Linked DNA regions of Triticum aestivum: region 1 is linked to region 2. The links are chromatin contacts, called in public HiCAR-type maps. All regions are on one chromosome and are shown on one strand. Each heading gives the region's core, a stretch centred on a gene start, on an enhancer-like site or on the middle of the called end of the contact. The rest is flanking DNA. Distances are from core to core; before and after follow the strand shown. Region 1 holds the start of LOC123165363. Region 2 holds the start of LOC123166106 (calcium-binding protein CBP).

Region 1 (6,990 bases), core at 650-3,149, 190 kb before region 2:
AAGTTCATTAGCAAGAGAGTGGGCATATATATTAATTAGTAACTTAAACTGTTTTCATAAGAAAGAATGTATCTTAATACGGCAGTCTTAACACTTAAGCCTGTCTGGAAAAGGTTACACGGATGTCTTGCAGGGCTGGAGGTAAACCCCTTCAGTTACAGCAATTGTAAAAAGATGCCAACTATGTTGGTCACTGGCAATACATTATGCTGCAAAGAAATCATTCACATGAACTGTTTTATTGCTATAAGAAACATACTATGAGATTAATTACTCTGCTCAACAAACCAGAGATAGGCATACTATGAGATTAATTACTTAGTTCACCAAACAAAAGAGAGGTAATGCAGTAGAACGCAGTTTAAGTAGGAAGAAAACCTGAACAGCCTCAAATGTTGTAGACAAAGAACCAAATGGATTGTCAAGGGCATAAACAATAGCATTGAGCAAGGGAGTTACTCCATCCTCTACCACCGAAGCCTCCAATTGTTGAACAGAAATGCACCAGACTGCAAGATTACAAATAGCCTGTAATAACAATTAAGAGAAGAAATAGGAACTCAATTACTGAACGAGCACACACATTCTCCCCAGTAAAACTGAACAAAAGAAGAACCTGAAAACGAAAAATGGTGAGCAGAACAAACCTTCATCTTGGTGGTCATGATCAGCCGAACCAAAGTAGCCAATACCGATTGAGCCAACTGTCCTGCAGGGTAAGAAAAATAAATATTATAACTGTTCCTTCAAGCCAACAGGTAATTTGATGATAATCAAAAACAAGAGATAGCAACGTATAGTGATTTAAAATAGCAAAAGGGACAGGCTCTTTAATTGTAGAAAATCATGAACTGTCAAAACAAAAATTTATCAGCTCCAACTTTAGCATGTGTACTCAGAGTACCTGCCATGAAATGAAAAATTTCTACGTTTTCCTAAGAAAATGTAAACTACCAGCTCTCATTGAAAGGCCAATGTGTGAGGATGAAACTGCTAGATGATGGGAAAATGGATCTGAGACAATGGTTTATTAATCATATAGTATCAGTGGAAGACTGGAAGGTGAACCTACAGCCGTGCAAGGCCTGGAGTGACAGGAGCCAGATTGTCAGTAGAACATGGTGGTCGCCCACATTCCACCAAGATTTCTTCACTGGGCCTAACTCGGCACAGACATAAACCGCGAGATGGGGGCTACCAGGAGGTGCTACTACCTGAGATGGTGGAGACGAGGACAGGGTGGTAGAGCGCGAAGCCGAGGCACTTGAGTGCGGAGGCGGCGACGGCCTCGTCATCTTCGGCGGCGTCGCGGAGGAGGAGCGGGAGCAGGGCGGAGGGGGAGGCCGCCGCGAGGTCGGCCGCGGCGGAGGGGTCGTCGGCGCACGCGCGCTGCAGGTGGAGGAGGCACGCGTACGCGGCGGCGCGGTCGGGCTCCGCCGCAATCTCCGCCACCTGCCGCGACACCGACGGCGGCGCCATGGAGGCGCGAAAGGGAAGAACGTTTTGGGGCAGTTGGTCGAGTCGTCGGAGATGCGTATGCGGTAACGGGCATTACGCCAACACAGCAGGGAAAGCGGCTTCTCGTTTAGAGGGGGAAGCGGTTTTCTGAGCGTACGTATCTCACGACAGACCGCTAAAAAGAGTATATAATAATACGTAAAAAGAACAATCCTCGAGGTATATCCAAATTTCAGAATCATGTGTATGGCAAAGTTCAATCAGGCCAAAGGTAAATTTTGAATTAAGTTTTGTAGGGCTTTCCCCTCTCCGAAGAGAGGGAGCCCTTACAGAAATTCTCAGTAGCCCATGAGGGCCAAAGAGGGGGTTTGGAAATAGTTTTCAACCAGCAATTGACGCGCCTCGGTATAACCTCACTAGCTGCGTCATTGCCCCAAGCGCAAAGATGCCTTCTCCCGTCCGCCCGCACCCCCTTCTTATACCCCGCTCGCCCCCTCCCGCCCCCTCCGCGAGCGATGTGGGACTAATCGCACCACCAGCGAGCCAACCGACGGATACGCACCTCACGGACGGGCAAGCAGACAAGCGAGCGTGGGCCGCTTCTCCCCTCGCGCGTGGGCTGCTGAGTGTCGTGGGCCTGATACGGGACAACATTGCCACTTGCAGCCTACGCCTCCCCTAAAAAAAGAAACATTATCCAACTGGAGAGGAGAACGAAAGAGAGAAATCGAGGGTTCGAAGGCCGTGCATTTTTATTTTTATTTTTTTAGATGAGATTGAGAATCGCAAGTGGCATGCATGCGCACATCATTCTGGTCGGGGACGGGCGATTTTTTTATATTCTTTGTGAGAAGAACTTTTGGTCCAGGCCGTGGACGGAGCTATCATCCGGCGGCCACTTTCTGTTTGATCTTGCTTATTAGTAGCAGCAACTTGGTACGGGATACTACTAGTTGTTTATTAGCGAGTGGCGCATCGATGGGATGGGTTACGTAGGTTTGCTGATAAATCTGGGCAAGATTAGCTTAGTCATTGTCAGTCAGTTGCAAACCACCTCTGCAGGGGTGGGTGCAAACGGCACATGCACGACGGCATTCGGCGTCGCCGTCGTAGACGGACCGGGCCAGTGCGATGCGAACGGGAGCCTCTTCAGCATGTCTTCCTCCTACAGGGCGAGCTGCTGATCAAGCCGGTGTTATCCTATTCCTATCCAGTTCCAGCTGGACCTGGAGGAGGGAGACGCACGTAGGGGCGTACGTGTGGCCATCTCTGTCATTCGTTCCAGTTCGGGCTGTGCCTCTGGCTTTTTGTTCGATCGTTTTGTTGCTTCTGAATTTTCTGAAGAGAACTTTTGGCCCAGGCCGTAGATGGAGCTATCACCACCCAGTGCCCACTTTTTCCTTGGAAGATGTACGTATCATTTTTCTTTTTTGCGAGCGAATGTAACGTAGCTTATTGGTAACGATGCTACAGTAGTTTTTAGTTTACTACATGGTGATAAGACTTAAGAGTGGATAAACCCTGTCATGCCCTTGCAAAAATCCGTTCTTCTGCCCACTCGCACGGTTAGCACCATAATGATTTTTCCTAATTGACGAGCGGCCATCCTTCTTGATTCCGCAGCACCAGAAGATACGCGTGACGTGGAAACGGTGCGAGCGTTATCTCGTTGATGAGTGATGACAAATCGCCTCCACCTCGGGTACACGTCAGACGGACGGATAGATATACCGCGTTATCATCACCGCCGTTTCAAACGTGAGGCAAACGTGGCTCCTGCAGGCAGCTGCACCGTTATAGACGGAAGTCGTCGTCGTCGTCCACGTCGTGGACGCGGTGCCGCCGATTGGCGTGACACGCAACGTCGGAGTTTGACCCGGCCACGGCCACGGGGGTGCCGATCCAGTCCTGAGTCCTGACAGTGCATCGGCGTGGATCCGCCGTGGCAGCCTCGGCCTCGATCGGTCCCGTCGCGCGGCTGGCTGCCACGGTCCAAACGAGGTCGCGTGGGCCAAAGGTGTCCCGTCGCGTGCGGCGACCGGCCACATGGACGACGGCTCTCTTTGTTCGTTGAGGACGAAAGTTCTTTTTTAACTGGGATGTGAATCAAGGACCGAACGAATATTCTACTATGCATTTGCAGGTGCGGATTGTTTCGAGGTTGGCGGAACCCGGAGCGAATATACGAGACGGACACAAATGGTAGCACTGCCACAATAGTGGCATTTCGAATGTTATCTTGTCACATAGAGCAATGATAACAGCCCGCTCAAAATTCAAAGTTAATATTTCAACGAAACATTATTTCAAATATAAATCACAATCCAGACATAATAAAGTTTTGAAATAAAAAGTTTAAATTTAAATTCAGCTTATTCAGACGCATGCATCAACAATTCAAAAGTACATATTTTAATGAAATAATATTTCAAACATAGATAACAATCCAAACATAATAAAGTTTTGAAATAGAAAATTCAAAATTAAATTCAGCTTATTCGGACACATGCTCTAATTATGAACCACTCACGCATGCTCCACCAAATCACAAGCTGTGTGCAAGACTGTTTTCAGGAGAAAAAAAACATTTGATGATGCGAAAACCTTAAACGATTGATTATGAAAATGCAAATATCCACTTTATGTAGAGTCAGATTAAGACATGCTATATTCGGTGTGGAAAATAATAGACTATTGATTTTAAATCTTGAAATAGGCTTCCGACTAGGTTTCTATGTAAAGCCCAGATGGCAAAACCAATGCAAAATGGTGAGGAAAGTTTTTCTTTTTGAAAAACACGCCATGTATTAACTAATAAAAAATGTTATTACAATCATTCATTACAACATATGCCACAAGCAGGGCGGAACAATATTAACAAGAACCCCATCAGACCTAGTACTAAAACTAAACTTAGCAATCTCATGTGCCACCCCATTAGCAAGCTGATAAATTTAGGAAATTTCAAAATCTTGGATCGTCCTGAAGATACTCAGAGCCTCTTTCTTCAGATCAACAAGAGGAGACCTGTCAGGCTTCTCATTTGCAAGGAGAGAGTGAACAAAAGCATAGTCAGTCTAAAAAAATACTGTGAAGGGTGATACCGATATAAAGGTCTGAGAGGTAGACACGGAGCTCAGCTTCATTCTCGCTAGTACACAGACCAATAAAATCTCATGACAAAATGATAACTTCATCGGATGTATTTCTACCTGAAAGTGCTAGTTATCGACTAGAGGGGGGGTGAATAGGCGATTTTTATGAAAGTCTTCAAAACATGGGAGTTTCAAAGACAAACGATAGAAATGAACATATAAACATGCAGCGGAAGGTAGACTACACTAAGCAAGCCATAGACAAGTATTCAATGAAGTGAAAGCACGAAGACTAATAGCAGCTAGGTAGAAAAGATCAGGATGGAAGATGGTATGAAGCCAAACAACAATAGTAGTCACACAGTGAAGTCAAACAGGCAATGACTTCACGAAGACAAACTGTAAGTAAAGAGAGGGAGAGGATAGAACCAGTCACTTGATGAGGACAAAGGATTTGTTGGACCAGTTCCAGTTGCTGTGACAACTGTACGTCTGGTTAGGGAGGCTGAGATTCAACTCAGAAGACCGTGTCTTCACCTTATTCCTCTTGAGCTAAGGACACCCAGTCCTCGCCCAATCACTCTGGTAAGTCTTCAAGGTAGACTTCCAAACCTTCACAGACTTCGTTCACCGGCGATCCACAATGACTCTTGGATGCTCAGAACGCGACGCCTAACCGGCTGGAGGATTCACAGTCCTCAAGTGTAACAAGTCTTCAGGTCACGCGGACAGAAAGACTTCAGTGATGCCTAACACTCTTTGGCTCTGGGTGTTTGGGCTTTGTCCTCGCAAGGATTTCTCTCTCTCAAAAGCTTCGGAGGTGGGTTGCTCTCAAACGACAAAAGCCGTGCACTAACTCTGAGCAGCCACCAATTTATGGTGTAGGGGGTGGGCTATTTATAGCCACTAGGCAACCCGACCTGATTTGTCTGAAATGACCCTGGGTCACTAAGGAACTGACACGTGTTCCAACGGTCAGATTTCAAACACACGCGGCAGCTTGACTTGGGCTACAAGTGACTCATCCAACTCTGGATAAGGTTTGCTCTCATTGTCTTCGCTCGAAGACATATGATTTGGTTGAGCATCACTTCAGTGACTCTGACTTTGTTCACTTGGACCCCACCTAACAGTACGGTGGTTCCTATGACTCAACAAAGAAGAAAAAGGAAACAACGAAACAACTAAGTCTTCGCGCTCCATAGTCTTCACGTGATGTCTTCTCTTGTCATAGTCTTCAATGTGAATATCTTCACATACCACCATTGTCTTCAATGTCTTCATACATTTTTAGGGGTCATCTCCGGTAGGTAAACCGAATCAATGAGGGACTACTACCTGTGTTATCCTGCAATTCTCACAAACACATTAGTCCCTCGACCAGGTTTGTCGTCAATACTCCAAAACCAACTAGGGGTGGCACTAGATGCACTTACAATCTCCCCCTTTTTGGTGATTGATGACAAACTGTTAGAAGTTTTCAACGGGGATTAAAGTATATGAAATTGTAAAAGATTAAGGTATTGTCTTCATAAGTAGCAAAAGGCTCCCCCTGAAGATGTGCATATAAATAATTTGCTTTTGGAATGCAAATGCACATGGCAGGTTGTACTTGTGGAGATCCTCTTCAACTTATGAAGACAATTCATCATGCATGATTAGATATAACGAAGATAATGACATGCATAATGAAAAATGGACGTCTGCAGTATGACTTCGTGCGGGATTTATCATCGCACATGCGGAATTTATCATCGCATCACAGAATAGCAAACAAGTAGCAGACGACCATCAGGTTTAAGTGTTACAACTCAAAGAACCAAATGTATCAAAAGCGAGAGTTGTAAACACTAGGCAAAATATAAAGCAACCGCCCATATGGACCCGCTTGAAGACTATCAACTCATATGCTTCTCCCCCTTTTGTCAGTAAGGACCAAAAAGGTTTGAAGACACAGAGCCTCTACTCGTTCCCAGAAGGAGTAGGTGAAGCTGCAGGGTCGTCGTTGGCGTTTGGCGGTGCAGAAGAACTTGGAGCAGTGTCGACACACGCTGAAGTTGGAGGTGGTGAAGTAGCATCATCTTGGTCATCTATGACTCTGGCATTCACCATTGCAGCTGAGGAGGAATAGTCAGAGTCTTCAAGAGAGGGAGTTCGATGCAAGACAACATTCCTTGGAGGAGTGGAGTCAAACTTGAATCTTTCAGTGAAGCCATCGTCTTGAAGATCAGCTTCAGCACTCAGCAATGTCAAACTCTTCCATGACCTCCGACAGGTTTCATGAGTGACAAAGGCATTCTTGGTGGCAAGGTTGCGAATGCGATTGACATCCACCAAGAGGCTTTGCATCTGTCGCTTCAGCCAGTAGTGATGCCTATCCTGTTTCTGATGCAGGGCAACGAGAAGCTCTCTATCATTGAGAACACGAGATCGCTTT
Region 2 (6,478 bases), core at 3,854-6,353:
ACTCTGCGGGCGAGGCCGGCAAGTCGCCGCCCCTTCCCCGGCTCACCGGCATCAAGGAGAACAGCAAGTTCCAGAGCGGCGACGACCCGGCCACCGCCACCGGCATCGAGACGCTGGTGCGCGCGGCCAAGGAGAAGTACGGGCTCAAGTACGTGTACGTCTGGCACGCCATCACCGGCTACTGGGGCGGCGTGCGGCCGGGCGTCGCCGGGATGGAGGCGTATCGCTCGTCCATGCAGTTCCCCAAGATCTCGCCGGGCGTGGCGGAGAACGAGCCCAACATGAAGACCGACGTGCTCACCCTGCAGGGGCTCGGCCTCGTGCACCCGCAGGCCGTGCACCGCTTCTACGACGAGCTCCACGCGTACCTCGCCGCCGCCGGCGTCGACGGCGTCAAGGTGGACGTGCAGTGCGTCCTCGAGACGCTCGGCGCCGGCCACGGCGGCCGCGTGCAGCTCACCAGGGAGTACCACCGCGCGCTCGACGCCTCCGTCGCCAAGAACTTCCCCGACAACGGCATCATCGCCTGCATGAGCCACAACACCGACGCCCTCTACTGGTACGACATAACTCAATCCCTCCATTGACGACATCCAAATCTTCTCAGAGAAAATCCATCATCATCTCTGCTGAATCTGCGTGCAGCTCGAAGCAGACGGCGGTGGTGAGAGCGTCGGACGATTTCTTCCCGAGGGAGGCGGTGTCGCACACGATCCACATCGCGGCGGTGGCGTACAACAGCGTGTTCCTCGGCGAGTTCATGCTCCCGGACTGGGACATGTTCCACTCCCTCCACCCCGCCGGCGACTACCACGGCTCGGCGCGCGCCATCAGCGGCGGGCCCGTGTACGTCAGCGACGCGCCGGGGAAGCACGACTTCGAGCTGCTGAGGAAGATGGTGCTGCCGGACGGCACCGTGCTGCGCGCGCGGCTGCCGGGCCGGCCGACCAGGGACTGCCTGTTCGCGGACCCGGCGCGCGACGGCGCCACCCTGCTCAAGATCTGGAACATGAACAGGTTCACGGGCGTGCTCGGCGTGTACAACTGCCAGGGCGCGGCGTGGAGCTCCGCGGAGAAGAAGAACGTGTTCCACCAGGAGGCCGGCGCCGGCGCCCTGACCTGCGGCGTCAGGGGCCGCGACGTCCACCTCATCGCCGAGGCCGCGACGGACGGCGGCGCCGGGTGGAGCGGCGACTGCGCCGTGTACCGCCACGGCGCCGGCGACCTCGTGGTGCTCCCCGACGGCGTGGCGCTGCCCGTGTCCCTCAAGGTCCTGGAGCACGACGTGCTCACCGTGTCGCCGATCAAGGTCAGCACTTTCTGAATGTCCAACCTGATCGATACTTGTGGACGGTACAGTTACCTTCTGTATATGTAGACTGATAAAATGATCACTGTGGACTGCAGGATTTGGCGGCCGGGTTCAGGTTCGCGCCGGTCGGCCTCGTGGACATGTTCAACGGCGGCGCGGCGGTGGAAGGCCTGACCTACAGCCTCCTTGCCGACGGCGAGGAGGCGGTCGGGCTGGTGAGCATGGAAGTGCGAGGGCGCGGGAGGTTCGGCGCCTACTCGTCGGTCCGGCCGAGGAGTTGCACGCTGGGGTCAGCCCCGGCGGAGTTCTCCTACGACGCCTCCTCCGGCATGGTGATCCTCGAGCTCGAGTCCATGCCATTGCCCAAGGAAAGGGTTCACAAGATCGCCATTGAGCTGTAGAATGTTTTAGCTCCCCGGTCATGCGATCCATCGATAGTGTATGCTTTCGTGATTATTATTGAATTGAAGGGTTGGAGAAATATATGGTCACATTGATCATCTGCCGCTGCTAGTTGCCGTAACTCTGAACTGTACAAGTGGCCTCCAGTGTGTGGGACGGTGTGAGTACCTGGTTCTCTGACGAACCTTTCAATCCGGACACCTACCTACCGGCAAAATAGGATGCGCACAGATTTCTCCTCTGTTTGTGTGGCGCCTTGGCAGAGGAGGATGCGGGCATCCGGTCCAGATCTGAATCTGAAGCACGTTCCTACGCTGCAGAATGGCTGTCCGCGTCAGTTTGGTCCATCTTATGAAGATCCACAGCTTGTGATAATTTATCTCACAAGCGGGCGTGTCAACATACATAAACCCATCAGCTTTGCTACATCTACGGGAAAATTCTACGGAATTGTTGTTACGGATTGAGATGGAAACATTTAATTGGCGTAAGAAGTATTCGTAGGTGCTCCGTAAGTGTAGAGTTTTTGTAAATCCAGATATAAACCGTGCCAGCGATCCATCCTCCTGCTTCTCTGAGAGATTTGGAATGCTCGGAACGCGAAAGCGTTTCGCCATATGGACACTCCCACTCCGCCATCCACCTATGGGCCTAATTCTTTCCAGCTTCTAATTCTCTGGAGTTAGATTCTGGGAAACTGGCCATAGAATCTATGGTCCAATGCTTTTTCAAGATAACTGCTTGAGATTGTGGTACGAGTTGTGTGCTGAAATGTCTATGATGTCCTTGGGTTGAAATTGTGTGTTGAATTGTTAATGCTTGGTTGTTTCGAACAGTTTCTTGTCGAATATGATAACGAAAAAGATTTATGAATATCCTCTAGCACCATTCACCATTGACACTAGCAAAAAATTGAGGCATATTAGCAGCATTCACCATTCACAGTAGCAAAAAAACGGACACATACTAGGAAATTCACCATTCACATTGAGAGAAGTCCTTATTTGGCCCTTTTCTTAAAATTTGCTTCCCTTTTTGGCCCAAAGTTTTACTGCTAGCTGTTTCTTAGTCTCGGTATAATCACTCACTGTGTAATTGGCTTTGTTCACTTGACTCTCGTAGAGGAACAATCGATATTACTATTACGCAAGAGAAGGATCTCCGACATGTATCTGATGAATGGCTAAGCTACCGTCTGATGGAACTTTCTTCCCCAAGGAAATGCAGATGCAATCTACTTGGAGTAAAGGGTCTTGGCATGTAGTTGTCTTCATAATGAAGAGCCAGAAGTTTAATGTCACTAGCTTCATTCTTACAGAAATTGATCAAGCTAGAAAGAAGGTATTTCCACAAGAATCTTCTCTTTGCACCACACATCATGAGAATGATATTGAACAAGAGTCAGCTCAGCCTGCCTCTTCCTTTTCTCCCCATTTTTAGATTTCTACAAGTCGATCTTCTTACGATGGAAATCACGAAAAAGATCATTCACTCTTACCTCGTCTGGATTGTTCCCCTCCCTTTTTGACACTCAAACTTCATTTTGTTCCATATGTTACACTTCCGTCATTTTTGACGAATAATGGTGTTAAGTTTGAACTAAAAAGACTGTTTTACCCATAGTGTAGTATGTGACGAGATTCTTTACATGCAAACACAGAGATAATGTGATATATTTTTGTTGTGCTTGAATAAATAAACCAAAAAGTTACTATATGATTAATCTATACCTAATACCCAATAATAATAAAGGGGTTATTGATTCTGGCGGTATGTCATGAAAATTGCCTCCAAAGCCGCAAAATATTACCCATCATTGCCACCTACAAGTTTTTTTGAGGGGTATGCTACCTATAAGTGATAAGCAACATTTCATAGAGGGGGATCCTACGCATGGGACGACCCATGCAGTAGAGACCTCCTATGCCGCGCTTCACGCGCTGGGAGAAGATGCAGCGACCCGTTTGGGACAGCCTATGTCCGGGAAGCCTGTTTTTTTAAATTTCCCTTTTTCTTTTTTTATACTTTAAATAATTTGAGACTTCAATTTTTTTAGCAAATTTTAAAAAAATGATAATTTTGAAATGAAATTTTAATAAATCAAAAAATGTTTGTGGTTTTGTAAAAAAATGTTTGCTTATTCAGAAAATGTTTGAAATTTTGTAAATAAATATTCAGGAAATAATAAAATGTTCATGATTTTTAAAACAATTCATGAATTAAAAATGTTAGTGAAATTGAGCAAACTTTTGCAAATTCAAAAATTCTTCACGAAATTCATAAATTGTTCCACCTATTTCCAAAAAAGTGTTCGGTGATTCAAAAAAATTCTTTATTTTTTCATTTTTTTAAAAAGTATAAAATGTTCATGAATTCAAAAAATGTTCTTGATTTTAGAAAATGTTTGAAAATTTATATAAGTGTTCATGAATTTTTTTCACGATTTCAAATTTGTGCACGAGTTTAAAAGAATGTTCATGATTTCATGAAATTGAGAATGGCAGTGTATCTCGGTGAGGCAGCAAAATGTGATCATGGCCATTGAAGATTATGTTTTTTTTTCTTTGTTGCAACGCACGGGCCCTTTTTGTAGTAATAATAATATGATGAGTGGGACAATGAAGAACCCATCCAGCCTATATTGTAGCATATAAATTTGTACAAATTAATCATACGGGTGATAAATTAGACCGCGACATGTCAGTGGGTCAAGGTCGCGGAGCTGTGTTCTTACCTCAATTGCTGCACACGCCCGGGCCATTGCGTTAAGCCAAGAGCATCGAGTCAATTCAGTAACGATCGAGTCTCCTGTTGGAAATTGAACCCGGCGTCCTGCGTCCTGCACGTATATAATGTCCGAGCTGTACTCAAGCTTGTAGTCCTTGGTGCGGAAATTGCTTTTGAAGGCCGAGCTTCATGGAGGCCTCCAAATGCAAAATATAAGATCTCCCATGATTTTTCAATGTTGCGTTGAAAGTTGAAACACAACGAGAGACAAAAAGAACGACCACGATCAGAATAGACAACATCGAAGAAATCGTCCTTTATCCCCACACACAAGGATCCCGCCAGAGTGCGTGACCATGGTTGTTCTCTCTAGCCGGCTTAACTTCTGGATTGCAATTGACCTTTCCGCCAAAAACAGTAACGGATAGACACACTTGCAGTCGGCGGCGGCCGGTAGACGCCGAGGAAAAAGAAATGCCTGAGGAAGCTCAGGCGCACACGCACGTACGCGTCTTGGCAGCACCCGCGCGCGTATGGTTTGCTTAGCCATGCCGCACACGCCTTCTCCTCTTGCGCACTAAGCACCCCACAAGAAGCTTCCAGTAGAACGCGCGAACGATGACAAAGCCAATTTGATGCTGCCGCTCTAGGTTTTTGCGCGCGAACGATCAGCTCGACGACGGCAAGAACGATCCAGCAGCAAGAGATTGCACGGAAAGAGGGCGAACGCCCACCGCGTTCTTCTTTTTGCCTACATATACCCAGAACGAGCCCTGCTAGAACCGCTCCCGCACGTCAACGTCTTCGTCCCTTTGATTGATATCCCGGAAGGAATCCACCGCCGTTTCGTCGGTTCGGTTGCCGTCGGACACCGTCTTCCTCAACCCCCACAGACCTTCTCGCCTCCCTCCCCGCCATGGCCGACTACAACCGCTACGGCCACGTCCACGGCCAAGGATACGGCCAGCAGAACTACGGCTACGCGCCCACGCTCTCCTCCTCGCCGTACGGCAACGGCCAAGGATACGGTCACGCGCCCTCGGCGCCTCCCGCGCCCACGCCCTCCTCCTCCTCGCCGTACGGCTACGGCTACGGCCACGGCCAAGGAGGCTACCCGCCGCCGATGGGAGGAGGCTTCGGAGGAGCCGTGGCGTTCCCGCCGGGGACGCACCCGGACGTGGAGCGTGCATTCCGGGCCGCCGACCGCGACGGCAGCGGCAGCATCGACGAGGGGGAGCTGCAGGCCGCGCTCTCCGACGCGCACCACCGCTTCAGCATCCGCACCGTCCGCCTCCTCATGTTCCTCTTCAGTGACGCCCAGCTCGCCTCCTCCCCGCGCTCCCGGATGGGTAAGCAGAGCACACGCCTATACACCCACAACAAAATCTGCATCTCTTTCGGCACTGTTTCAGCATAATCAAGTACTGATTTCTTGCTGCTTCCGAACGATGTTTGTTGCAGGGCCAACGGAGTTCGTGACGCTGTGGAACTGCCTTGGGCAATGGCGGGTGAGTGCTACTGTCAATTTGCTTGCTATCGTTTAACTCTGAATTACAGTATGTATGCTCTCGAATGAAACAGAGTGTGCGCATTCAGTTTCTGAAGCTCTGTTTTCTCCCTGCATATCTTCACATTGCTTGCAGTTCGATAACAAAATCATAAATAAATTATCATCGACCTTGTCTTCGTTGCATAGGAATATGCTGAATACTGCAAGTGTACTTTTTTTTTTATCAAACGAGAAGGTGGAGACCCTGTTTCCCTGTAAGGAACAGCTGTTTACCCAATCATGTTATGAACTTATGATGCTCATGGAATTATTGCCCATCTAATACTGCAACTGAATTTTTCATGAGGGAAGTCAAATCAAAATGAAAAATAAAATAAGATTTGTCAACCTCTGTCAATGATCTGCTATTTTTCCCCATCCATCTATCACCATCAGCATGTGACTTATTTCTGTTCTTCATGGCACTGTCCTAGGTCGTTTTCGACAGATACGATAGGGACCGCAGCGGAAAGATCGACTCCGATGAG

Evidence for each region. HiCAR-type assays count read pairs that join an accessible place to other places.
Region 1: a HiCAR-type map of leaf shows a contact between it and region 2, with 7 times the contacts expected there. The contact joins the promoter of LOC123165363 here to the promoter of LOC123166106 in region 2. A contact is called at or near these places in 3 of 5 Hi-C or Micro-C datasets (all in leaf) and 1 of 1 datasets of contacts at active chromatin or transcription factors (leaf).

The regions. Positions count from the first base shown.
Region 1 is chr7D:86,455,923-86,462,912 of IWGSC CS RefSeq v2.1, reverse strand. It overlaps LOC123165363, which reads right to left and starts at 1,899. Exons shown (of 9, transcript XM_044582993.1): 1 at 1,215-1,899; 2 at 648-709; 3 at 379-528. The coding sequence starts at 1,479. It also overlaps the pseudogene LOC123171646.
Region 2 is chr7D:86,268,866-86,275,343 of IWGSC CS RefSeq v2.1, reverse strand. It overlaps LOC123166106 (calcium-binding protein CBP), which reads left to right and starts at 5,103. Exons shown (of 5, transcript XM_044583869.1): 1 at 5,103-5,790; 2 at 5,903-5,949; 3 at 6,425-6,478. The coding sequence starts at 5,358. LOC123165185 (probable galactinol--sucrose galactosyltransferase 6) reads left to right here. Exons shown (of 5, transcript XM_044582816.1): 3 at 1-559; 4 at 646-1,309; 5 at 1,408-1,812. The coding sequence ends at 1,713.